Linked DNA regions of Sus scrofa: region 1 is linked to region 2. The links are chromatin contacts, called in public HiChIP or PLAC-seq maps. All regions are on one chromosome and are shown on one strand. Each heading gives the region's core, a stretch centred on a gene start, on an enhancer-like site or on the middle of the called end of the contact. The rest is flanking DNA. Distances are from core to core; before and after follow the strand shown.

Region 1 (6,020 bases), core at 3,237-5,736, 35 kb after region 2:
CCACTTGGCCTTTCATCACAGGATAATCCAATGCATGTGAATTAATGGCGAAAGGCTCACTAATAGCTTTTGTGAGGAAATAGGAGCAGTGTAGCAGGATATCCTTTTTCCGCACTAAAGCACCCAATTCTTTCAATTTTATATACAGCGGAAGCAATTAATTGTACTAGAAAGAAATCCACAGCTGGCTTTTCCTGATGGCCCCGTAAGCAGCAAGCACTATTGTTCAGCTTCCGGGATAAATGTAAAGTCATTCTACTGCAACGCTGAGATTTTGGTGATTGTTTAGTTTGTCTTTTCCAAAGATAAAAACATGTTCTTGTCATCGTGTGTTTTCAGAATGAGCAGCTGTCAAATAGTTAATATTTATTTGTAATGTAATCCAAGCACATGACTTGATGCTAGTATTTCTTCCAGATTTTATGTGACTGAATCATAAGTTATTCACTTTTGTTTTACATGTTTATATGCACTTGAACTGTACTGTCTCTGTTCCTGTGGTTAATATTCATAGTGTGGCTATTCAAGTATTCTGCGTGACAAACAAATAAGGTTATATGCCAAATACCCAGAAACTCAACATTTCAAACTCTTGGACTATATAGTATTTTGCCTTTTCAATGTATTAAGGCACACAGTATTTTATCAAGTCTTAGATGCAGATTTTTTTTTGCTTTTTTTTTTTAAGGGCCGCACCTGTGGTATGTGGATGTTCCCAGGCTAGGGGTCGAATCAGAGCTATAGTTGCCAGCCTATGCCACAGCCACAACAATGCAGGATCTGAGCAGCATCTGAGACCTACACCACAGCTCATGGCAATGCCAGATCCTTAAGCCACTGAGCGAGGCCAGGGATCGAACCCGCATTGTTCCTGGTTGGATTTGCTTCTGCTGCACCACGACAGGAACTCCCTCAGATGCAGATTTTTTGACATTTTATCACCTCTATAATTAGGATTTCTTATGATGAATGATGTGTCATAGTTTAATTGGCAGTGTTTTCCTTTCCTAGTTGTACTTAAATAACAATGCTTATAATCAATATCTTAGTTTTGAATAAATATGATGTATATATAAAATTTGATTAGTATGATAAATTATTGCAAGTTTAACAACAGGATAATTTTTGTTATTACAAAGAAATTTGCGATTTCCTGCTGTGTCGCAACGGGATCCCTGGCATCTTGGGATCCCTGGGATGCAGGTTCAATCCCTAGCCTGGCACAGTGGGTTAAGGATCTGGCATTGCTGCAGCTGCAGCATTAGTCACATCTGCAGCTCAGATCTGATATCTGGCCCAGGAACTCCATATGCTGCAGGGAGGCCATAAGAGAAAAAAATAGAAAAGAATAAATTTGTTGGAGTTCCCTTGTGATGCAGTCAGTTAAGGGCCTGGAATTGTCACTGCAGCGGCTCAGGTCACTGCTGCGTTGTGGACTGATCCCTGGCCAAGGAACTTCCACATACTGTGGGTGTGCCCCCCCGATTTGTTCACATTGATCAAATAAATAAGAATTTTGATTAATTATACATTTTATATGGGATTCTAATTTTTTTGAGAGTTACTAGAGGATGTATTTTTTTTTTAGTATTTTACTTTTATTTCAGTATTTACCATTTCTTTTACAATTTTTTTATTGAGGTACAGTTGATTTACAATATTGTGTAAGGTTCAGGTGTACAGCACAATGATTCAATTTTTTACATATATATTGTTTTTCAGATTATTTTCCCTTATAGGTTATTATATAATATTTAGTTCTTGTGCTATATGGTGGGTCCAGGTGGTTACCTATTTTATAGGTAGTAGTGTGCATATGCTATTTATATAGGAGTCTGACTTAATTCTGACAAATATGTATCTTGCCACCTTCATTTCCCTCAAATGTTCTGAATGGTATATAATGTTATGTCATAAAATATATCATTATATGTGTATCTATGTAATATATAACATTACATTTAGATATATAATGTCTAACATTAAATAATTAAAAAGCTGGTACTTTGGAATTCCGTGGTGGCTCAGTGGGTTAAGGATCCAGTGTTGTCACTGCTGTGGCTCAGGTGGCTGCTCTGGCAAGGGTTTGATCCCTGGTCCCAGAACATGTGCATGCTGCAGACTTGGCCAAAAAAAGAACAAGAAAAAGCAGCAGCAGCAGCAGCAGCAGCAGCTAGTTCTTTAAGCAAGCCAGGGACTAGGTTCCTTGCCTGCAATTAGAACGGCAACTTCATGGTGCTAGTGGGGCCAGCTGAACACTGTGTACGACACAATTCCAGGGAGCATCTTTCACACAGATCAGGGATATAAATGGCGCCCCTGGGAGCCCTGCAATGTAGCCACCCGAGGTGTTCAGTGAGGTGACTACAGCAACTGTGGTAGGAGAGGGAAGGGGAGGGGAGGGGAGAAAAGAAGGAGGAACAGAAGTGCCCTCTTTGACCTTGAGGGACAGAGCAGCACAGCATATGTATTGAGAAGTTTGTCACCAAACTTCCAGCTCCAGATGAACCTTTGAAAACAAAGAGGCAAAGATTTTGACAATTACAATGGTAGGCCTCAGCTTGGGGCTGCTCTTTTGATATACTTTAAACTGTCCTTCCCAGGGTGGGAGGCTAGAAACTGAATAAAGATATGAAATCTTTTGTGAGAGCTATAGGAACAGCTAAACTGTGCAAAAAAGTCAGTGATAGAAACTATAGAGAGAAAAGTTTAGGATGGAGTAACAATAGATGACTTCTTGCAAGAGGTGGTACTTAGGCATGGCAGGCAGAGAATGATGTTAAAAGGAAAATGAATGTGGCCCATTCTGCAGGAAGTGGATAGACCAATCTAACAGAATGCTGCCATACAGCTGTAGTTTCCAGACGTTGATGAGTGTAGTGATTCATTAAGTGAAATCTGGAAAAACTGAGCAAGATCAGTTGACAGAGGGAATCACCAATTAGGAGGATAGCTAGAATAATTCAGGTATACAATGAGGAAGGTAGATTTTAAGGTGGGGAGCAAACTAAATGCAAAGTCTACATTTTCTTTTTTTTCAGGCTGTACCTGAAGTATTTGGAAGTTCCCACAGGCTAGGAGTCAAATCAGAGTGACCTACTGCAGTTTGTGGCAACACCAGATATTTAACCCACTGAGCAAGGCCAGGGATCAAACCAGCATCCTTATGGATAATAGTCAGGTTCACAACCTGCTGAGCCACAACAAGAACTCCCTGTAAATCTACATTTTAAAAGAAATATTGACAGGTATTGGGTACGGGTTAAATGTATGATTATGTTTCCTCATGAAAGAATGGAGGATGTTGTCTTAAAGTGCAACTGAAACTCCAGAACTCAAGCATTATTCATTGAAAAGAGTTGGTAAAATTTAAAGTCAATGATAGTTCTGTGTTATCATAACAGTCATTTGTTAGACTTTCATCAAGATAAGTAATATGAATCCTTAAAAATATTAAAAACTCCTCTCCCCCCCCACCATTGATTAAAAATAAAAGAAACAAATGAGGGCAAACTAACAATAGAGAACAAAATGATTTATCAATTATCTTCAGGGCTTCCGGTGTGCAAGGCAGCATGCTAGATTGTAGGGATACCATGGAGTGAGAAAAAGACAGTTCCTGTCCTCTATAACTTTATGTCCAGCACAGGGATGGAAACACACGTGGTGGATAAACTAGCATGTCTGTTCCCATTGGTGACACACCACACCTAGGAATGTATCTGGATAACCATGTAGACCATGGACAGTAGATACAGTATAGCTGCTAATGACACAACATTCCTGATCCGGGATTGTCTCTTCCCAGTTATCTCAGCCTGAATCCCTATCATGACACCTTGTCATTCACAAGGTAATCATACCTAGCTCCAAATGCTGGGATTTCTGGACTATTAGCACCAAAGGAATTCTTGAGTAGAATCAGTGTTCAGAGGTAAGATATATATACACATACAAATATGCATATATATACACATACAATTACATACTCATACACAAGCACCTATTACACCTTAATACTTTATTTAGCTAAATAAAAACAAAAACCAACTATATCCATTTGCCTTTAATTAGTTATATCTGGTCAAAAAAATAAAGTATAAGAGGTCATAAATCCACTGCTCTCAGGACAGAAAGGCAGGGTGGTGAGGGTAGTGAACTGCTATAGGATGGGGAAGGACAGATTTACTGTGGGCTGAGTGGGAACTAGGGTGGGGAGGCCACAGCTCCAGGTGTTTGGTGGGAGCAACTACAGTGTGCTAGGCAGTACCTGATAGCCAGAGAGCAGTGAGCAAACAACAGGTGGTAGCCCAGGAGAGCAGCAGGCATCAGGATGTCCACTTTGAGGTAATGGGGGAAAGGAGGCCTGATAGATGGATAGAATACAGAAGGAGAGAATCTAGGAACAAAGCTGAAGGGAAACAAGCATTGCCATCAGGAGTATCTATTAGTGCCCAGCAGAGTCTGTGCTGTAGGACTGGGACAGGCTCCAGAGAGCAGAGTCCAGACAACAGGCAGAGAGAAAATCAAGTTCCACTCAGGTTAAAAGGCCAGGGCTTCCAGATCAAGAAAAGAGCTGTGAGTCAGTGCTCAGAGGGGGGCCAAGGTTATGGCTGCCCAGTAAATAGCAGAGGGAGCAGAAGGCTGAGTGCCAGGCTTGGGACTAGAGGTCTGAGAAATCTTCCTGCCATAGGGCCTGGAGAGGATTAAGCTCTATGGTAAAGGGTGTACTGATAGCAGAGAGAGGTCTATAGAGACCACAGATTAGGCAAGACCAAGTGGTGACTACTTTGCAACAGAGCATCACTAAACCACCTTTTAATCACAGGAAACAAGTGCTTTGAAGCAAAGAGGAATGAAAATGGAAATGGGAAAAGCAGCAAGTCATTTACGGGTAAACACAGAATGGGAAGTAACATGTTATACCATTACAAAGAAAAGAACACATTCAGATTTTTAAACTTTTCTCTATTTTGTGCACTGGATTATATTTATATATCACCATCTCTTTTCATAAACACAATTTCTGTTTTGACTTGTCCTAAACCGTGACAGGGTTATTATTAACCAGTAAAATCATGTAGTTGTGTCCATGCTGAAAAATGTAGCTGTCTCCTCTACTCTTCATAACACTTTTGTCCATTTAATATTGGGCTTCAAACCAACCTAAAGCATTGCTTTGCCAAGGGCATCCTTTCACAAGTACCTCCTTACTAGATTCAAATTCATCTCCATATCCACAATGACTTAATGCTGCCTTTGCCTCATAAGCATCTGCATCAGGAAAATGACTTTGGATGGATTAACTTGTATTACCCTATTGAGCTAATGCCTTCCGTGAAGGCAGCACTCTCCATTTCACTGAAGATGGTATAACCCAGTTTCCCTGACCCACTCTCACCTCTTCAATATAGTCCAAGCCAGCCTCTAAAACAGTCTTGTTGACAAGGTTCAAAAATGCTTAGAGGAAATTCTATCCTTATCTTGCTCATTCACTTAACAAATATTGAGCACCTGTTATATGCCAGGAACGAGGCTTGGAGGAAAGAGCTGAGAACAAGACTGACAAGGTCTTTGCTCTCGTGGAGTTTTCATTCTGGTGGGTGAGAGAAACTCACTCCATAAACAAATAAGTAAATGAACAAGGTAAATTTCATATAGTAAAAATGGTATAAATAAAACGAAATTGGCTGTGTTGGGGTGTTAATTTAAGACAGATGATCAGGAGTTCCCGTTGCGGCGCAGTGGTTAACGAATCCGACTAGGAACCATGAGGTTGCGGGTTCGATCCCTGGCCTTGCTCAGTGGGTTAACGATCCAGCATTGCCGTGAGCTGTGGTGTAGGTCGCAGACGCGGCTCGGATCCCGCGTTGCTGTGGCTCTGGCGTAAGCTGGCAGCTACAGCTCTGATTGGACCCCTAGCCTAGGAACTTCCATATGCCGCGGGAGCAGCCCAAGAAATGGCAAAAAAAAAAAAGAAAAAAAAAAAAAAAAGACATGATCAGAGAAACTGTCCTTGA
Region 2 (5,430 bases), core at 2,328-4,827:
AACTCATTCTTGCCCAGAGGGAAGGAGGTGGCCCGACAGGCGCGCGCCGGAACTGGCCTGCCTCCGCCCCTCCTCCGCATCCCTCTCCTGGGGATGGGGTCCTGGGGAGGCTGGCAGGCGGCCCGGGGAGAAACCGGGATCGTGGACTTGGGCCCCCTCCGCTGTTCTCCTCTGCAGCTCCTGGCCCCGGAGAGGGCGGGGAGCCCGCGTGCGGCCTGGGCCGCAGCCCCGGCGAGGGCTCCTCCGGTCCGAGGGTGGCGTTCGCAGTGGGATCTTATCGCCGGCGCCGAGGCTGGGCGGCCGCTCCCTGGAGCACCTGGGGCTCGGGAGGGGGCTGTGGGCGGAGGGGCCTGGCGCAGGCCGGAGGAGGCTACGTAGGCCCGCGGGCCAGGCGGGGGCCGGCTGTTCTCGGGAGCCGGGCACAACCTGGAATGAGTCAGAAATCACCTTGTTTAATTACATATTCCTAAGCCGCCGAGTGTGATAGGGGCCTTTTGAACTCGCCAATTAGAGATGAAATATCACCTTCTAATTTGGACGGGCTTCATTCCGTCAAGCAGAAATAGCAACAGCCCCGGGCTCTGAGATGGGATATCAGATCTCTCCGGGCACGTCGGGGATGGTATGGCCAGCCAGGTGAAGGGCTGGAGCTGTGAAGCAGTATCCCCGCGCCCCCATCCTCACCTGGGACGCGGTGCTATGGCAGAGAGGAGCTGCCCGCCCGGTCCTCCTCGAATAAGGAAAGGACTTTAGCTGGAGGGGGTTAGGGGAGTAGTTACCTGGGGGCCAAGATGCAGCCCACCGGGGCCCAGATACCAGCATGCTTCTGACCTGCTTAGACCTTTGTGCTGTGGGGGTTTAGAGAAGGGGGGGTTGATCATGGAGTCTGGAAGTCTTCCCAGAGGAGGGAAGAGAATGGCTGCCAGGCAGAGAGAATAGGGTTAGTATTACTGGAGGGAAGCTGGAAAAGTGGGCAAGGGCCAGATGTGGAAAGAGCTTGCTAAAGCCTGTTTTGCTGCCTAGGGAGTGGTTAAGCAGGGAATCTGGAATTGAGTCCTGCTGCCTGAGCTCCAGATTCAGCTAGATGGTTCACTAGCTCTACAACTTTGAGGGAGTCACCTAAGCTCTCCAAGCCTCAATTCCTCATCTGTGAAATGACTTGAAAATACTATCTGCCTCATTGGATTGCATGGAATATTACCTGAAATAATACAAGGGCCTGGCACTTGAAAGCAGTCAGTACTTGGTAACCGTTGTCCTGATTAGGACAGCACTGTCCAGTGACAATACATTTTCTAGTAGCTACATTTTTAAAAAAGTAAAAAGAAGCAGGTGAAATTAATTGCAATGTATTTTATCTAACTCAGTATATTCAAAATACCATTTCAATGTATAAACAATATAAAATTATTAGTGAAATGGGAAGTTTAATAAACCAGAGTTCCCATTGTGGCTCAGTGGGTTAAGAACCCGACTAGTATCCATGAAGATGTGGGTTCGATCCCTGGCCTCACTCAGTGGATCAAGGATCTGGCATTGCTGTGGCTGTGGTGTAGGATGGCAACTGCAGTTCCAGTTCAACCCCTAGCCCGGGAAATTTCCATATGCTGCAAGTGCAGCCTTAAAAACAAACAAAAAAATGATTAATGAGGTATTTTCCTTTCTTGTACCATCTTTGAATTCTGGTGTGTGTTTTATATTTACAGCCCATATTAATTAGGACTAGTTTCATTTCAGGTGCTTAATAGCCACGTAGGGCTGTGTATTGGATGACACAGAATTAGGGCTCTCATTCATAATCCCATTTAGCAGAGGTCCCCCACTTTACAAAAAAAGGAAATAAAAAATCTTGTGCAGAACCCCACTATTCATAACAGCGAGGGATGAAGCCCCTCTTCCTCTTTTCATCACTCCTCCCCCAGCACACTGAGACCCTCTGCTCTGGGCACTTTGCAGCTATGCCATGCTGTTAGGGAGGGTGACAACATTTCAAATATGGGCTTCACAAGTTTACAAAATGCATGGGTAGGCACCCACCCTGTGAGGCAGGCAGGGGTGTCATACTTAGCATCACTGATAAGTAGACTCAGTCCCAGTTCACCTGACTTCAGAGTGTCACATCTCCCCCTCCCTATATCCTATAGTCTCCCTGAGCTGGGCTCCTCAGGGGACCATCAGGCTAAGATGAGCTGACAGTTCATCTGGACCATGAGACCCAGGAGTCACTCTCCTCACCATCCTCACTAACATTTAGTGACACATGCACAGTGCCAGGTACTAAGTAGTTCTTATCTCCCTTAATCCTCATGACAACCCTGTGAGGTACTAACGATTACTACTGCCATTTTTAGACAAGGAAATTCAGGCCTAGAGATGTTAAGGAACTTGCCCAAGGACACAGCCAGGATGTGGTAGGAGCTGGAACCTGAACAATGGCTGTGCTACACACCAGAGCCTGGGGTCTCCTCCAGCTTGGTAGTTACACCTCCATAACATGGTGCACCCAGATCTTCTGGAAATTGGAATGATGTTTTTTACAGAGGCAGCTTGAGGTGATAGAATGATTTTGGAGACTCTGCCACTTACTGTCTCTGTCTGAGCTTCAGTGACCTCAGCTGTAAAAAGAACTAACCCAGATGACCTGTTGTTATGTGCCTCTTAGTAAGTGGACAGAAGATTCCTTCTGAGAAGGTTTTACCTTTGGAAACCAGCAACACTCCCAGGATGGTTTCAGTGGCACAGGCCTGGACCCTATGCATTCCCAGCACTGGGGTTTCCAAGTTACCCAACTCTGAACAGCCAGTCATCTGGGAGTAGAAGGTAGTAGAGTTGGAGCAGCAAGCCACAGGCCATCGAAGGTAGACCCGGGGAACCAGGTGGGAGAGACCAGAGGCCAGGCCAGGACTTTTTGCCCTGAAAATAACCGACCCTCCTTTCTAAGCTGGAGCCTGACAGGAGCTGCCTCAGCATAGGCTCTTCACCAGGCCAGACTCAAGAATCAGGTGGGGACAATGAGGCCTCTTTCCAGAGGAGCAGACTGGGAGATGAGGAGAGACTTCTGGATCTGCCCTCCCTAGAAGGGGAAGCTGGCAGGACCATGTGTGCCAGATGCAGCTGGGTCTGCCCCAGGTAGGGTTTGCAATGGGAGGCAGCAGAACTTAGAAGTCTGGGTTTTGAGGGCCCAGGCCTGGGACAGCTTTGAGTGAGCAGCTGCTATGCCTCTTTGTGTTGCTGCCCTAAAAAGGTGTTCAGCTCTCAGTGAGCTGGAGAAGGGAGTTCCAGAAGTGGGACAGTGCATTCTCCTCCTGCCCTCGGTTTCTTCCGTAACCTCTACACAGTATCAGACACACTCTCAGTTTCCACCACAGTAATGTAGGGGAGCTTGGGTCCCCCAGAGGCAGTCACAGGCTGAGGGAGCAGCTAGGCCTGGGCTGGGTCACCCCAGCATCTGTACCCAGGTCCCCTCTGAATGACTCCTTCAAGACCCCTCAACCCTGAGTCAAACCAAAATACTGTGTGTCCCCCCCCCCCCCCCAGTATAAGTCAAGCCAAGAAACCTGAAACCTGAACTTGAAAACCTAACTGCGTGGTCATCTGGAAGGCTGGACTCAGTCCAGGCTCAGCAAATGCATGCCACTGAGGCATTTCAGATGTCAAATCACTGGTCAGAGTGCAACCGAAAGCATCTTCTAGTCAAGGCCAAGGCTGACCCACTTCCACCCTCTTCCCAGCCGAGGGGATCCAGATATGAACCTTGCCCGGCACCCCCTGCCCCCCACTGCCTTCTCTTGCAGGCCTCTAGCAGCCAAGGCCTGACTGCCCCACCCCACACAGCTGCAGATATTTTTAGCTCTATTCCTTCCCAGCCCTGTCCAAGCTCCCAGGGCTCTGCTCTGATGACTCTTTATCTCCCTTGGCTCCCTGCTGCAAATTCAAATTGAGGCCATCAAGAAGTGCAGGGATGTGTCTCCTGCAAAAATTGGAACTGGGCTGCTCTAATATTAAACTTGTCTTTTACAGTTCTCTGGCTGGGTGTGGAGGAAGTTGGGAGAAATGAATTCCTGACACTTGTTTCTTTGGGTATTTTTGGCTTGCAGTGCCTGCATCTACCTACAGCCCATCCCCAGGGGCCAATTACAGTCCCACCCCCTACACCCCTTCCCCTGCCCCTGCCTACACCCCCTCCCCTGCCCCCACCTACTCCCCCTCACCTGCACCAGCCTATACCCCTCACCAGCCCCAAGCTATAACCCCACGCCCTACAGTGGGGGCCCTGCGGAGTCTGCCAGCCGCCCCCCATGGGTGACAGATGACAGCTTCTCTCAGAAGTTTGCCCCGGGCAAAAGCACCACCTCCATCAGCAAGCAGAGCCTGCCCCGAGGGGCCCCTGCCTATACCCCACCGCTGCAGGGTCCCCAGGTGTCCCCCCTTGCCAGGGGTACTGTCCAGAGGGCCGAGCGCTTCCCAGCCAGCAGCCGGACTCCGCTCTGTGGCCACTGCAACAGCATCATCCGGTAAGATCCGCTGTTTCCCCTGGCTGGGGCGCTGGGAAGATAGGGGGATGGGAGGGCAGGTGTAGGGAGAGGACTGCGTGCAGGGCAGACCTGAGGCTGGTGGTCTGACACCTTCTGGTCTGACCCTCTCTGAGGTTTAGCTTCCATACCTATGGGACACGCACATCCCTGGGAAGTTGGGAGAATTCCATGAGGTAAGTGGGTGAAGCTCTCAGCGCAGTGCCTGTGCCAGCTCCATCCCCTCAGGCTAAGGCTGGGTTCTGAGAATCTCAGGTCTGGCTGGTAGGTTTATTGGGCATGTTGCAAGCTGGCAGACAGTGCTGGTTTGACCCAGCTTTCCTTTAGGGTTGCTTCTGGGTCTTTCCACAGACAGGCCCATGCTGCTCAGGGCTTTGGTGGGCATCTGCCACACTAAAAGGAAAACAAGTCATTTCATGTGTAGAAGCCAAGGATCATGGGTGGGGCTTGTTTGGATACAGTATGTTTATAGTATGTGCATGTGTGTGGGGGCCAAACTGATATATGTAAACAGTATACTTTCATTTAAAAACAAAGTATCATTAGAGAGAATATACTTATTAGAAAAGAATTAGAAAATTCCGAAAAGTGAAAACTAAAACATAAAGCATTTCCACTGTTATGAGTACTATTCTGGAACCAGATTTGTGTCCTGGGCCTGTAGTCCTATAGCCTTGAACAATTTAACCTCTCTGTGCCTCAGCTTCCTTATCAGAAAAAGGGTATCATAATAGTACCTGCTTCATAGGATTGTTGTGAGAATTAAGCATATTAATAAATGCAAATTTCTTCTTGAGTAGTGCCTGGCACAGAGTGAACGCTTAATAAGTGCTAGCCATCAGCACCGTTGTCATTGCTCTTCTTATTATAATTATCAATAGTCAATTGAATATTCCAT

The links. HiChIP or PLAC-seq counts read pairs in DNA pulled down with a chosen protein or histone mark.
Region 1: a contact with region 2 is called in an H3K27ac HiChIP or PLAC-seq map of skeletal muscle. The contact joins two enhancer-like sites. A contact is called at or near these places in 1 of 5 promoter capture datasets (liver), 8 of 47 Hi-C or Micro-C datasets (embryonic fibroblasts, epiblast stem cells, fetal heart ventricle and 4 more) and 2 of 2 datasets of contacts at active chromatin or transcription factors (alveolar macrophages and skeletal muscle).

The regions. Positions count from the first base shown.
Region 1 is chr14:87,734,660-87,740,679 of Sscrofa11.1, forward strand. No RefSeq gene overlaps it. Among named protein-coding and RNA genes, the nearest start is that of LDB3, 77 kb to the left of the region's middle. Within about 2 kb of position 4,487, at least 15 of the 83 cell types and tissues checked have an H3K27ac peak or open chromatin away from gene starts, as enhancers often do. A contact at or near this core is called in skeletal muscle, where this site is marked.
Region 2 is chr14:87,700,619-87,706,048 of Sscrofa11.1, forward strand. LDB3 (LIM domain-binding protein 3) reads left to right here. Exons shown (of 15, transcript XM_005657425.3): 10 at 4,098-4,229; 11 at 4,232-4,514. Among named protein-coding and RNA genes, the nearest start is that of LDB3, 42 kb to the left of the region's middle. Within about 2 kb of position 3,578, at least 8 of the 83 cell types and tissues checked have an H3K27ac peak or open chromatin away from gene starts, as enhancers often do. A contact at or near this core is called in skeletal muscle, where this site is marked.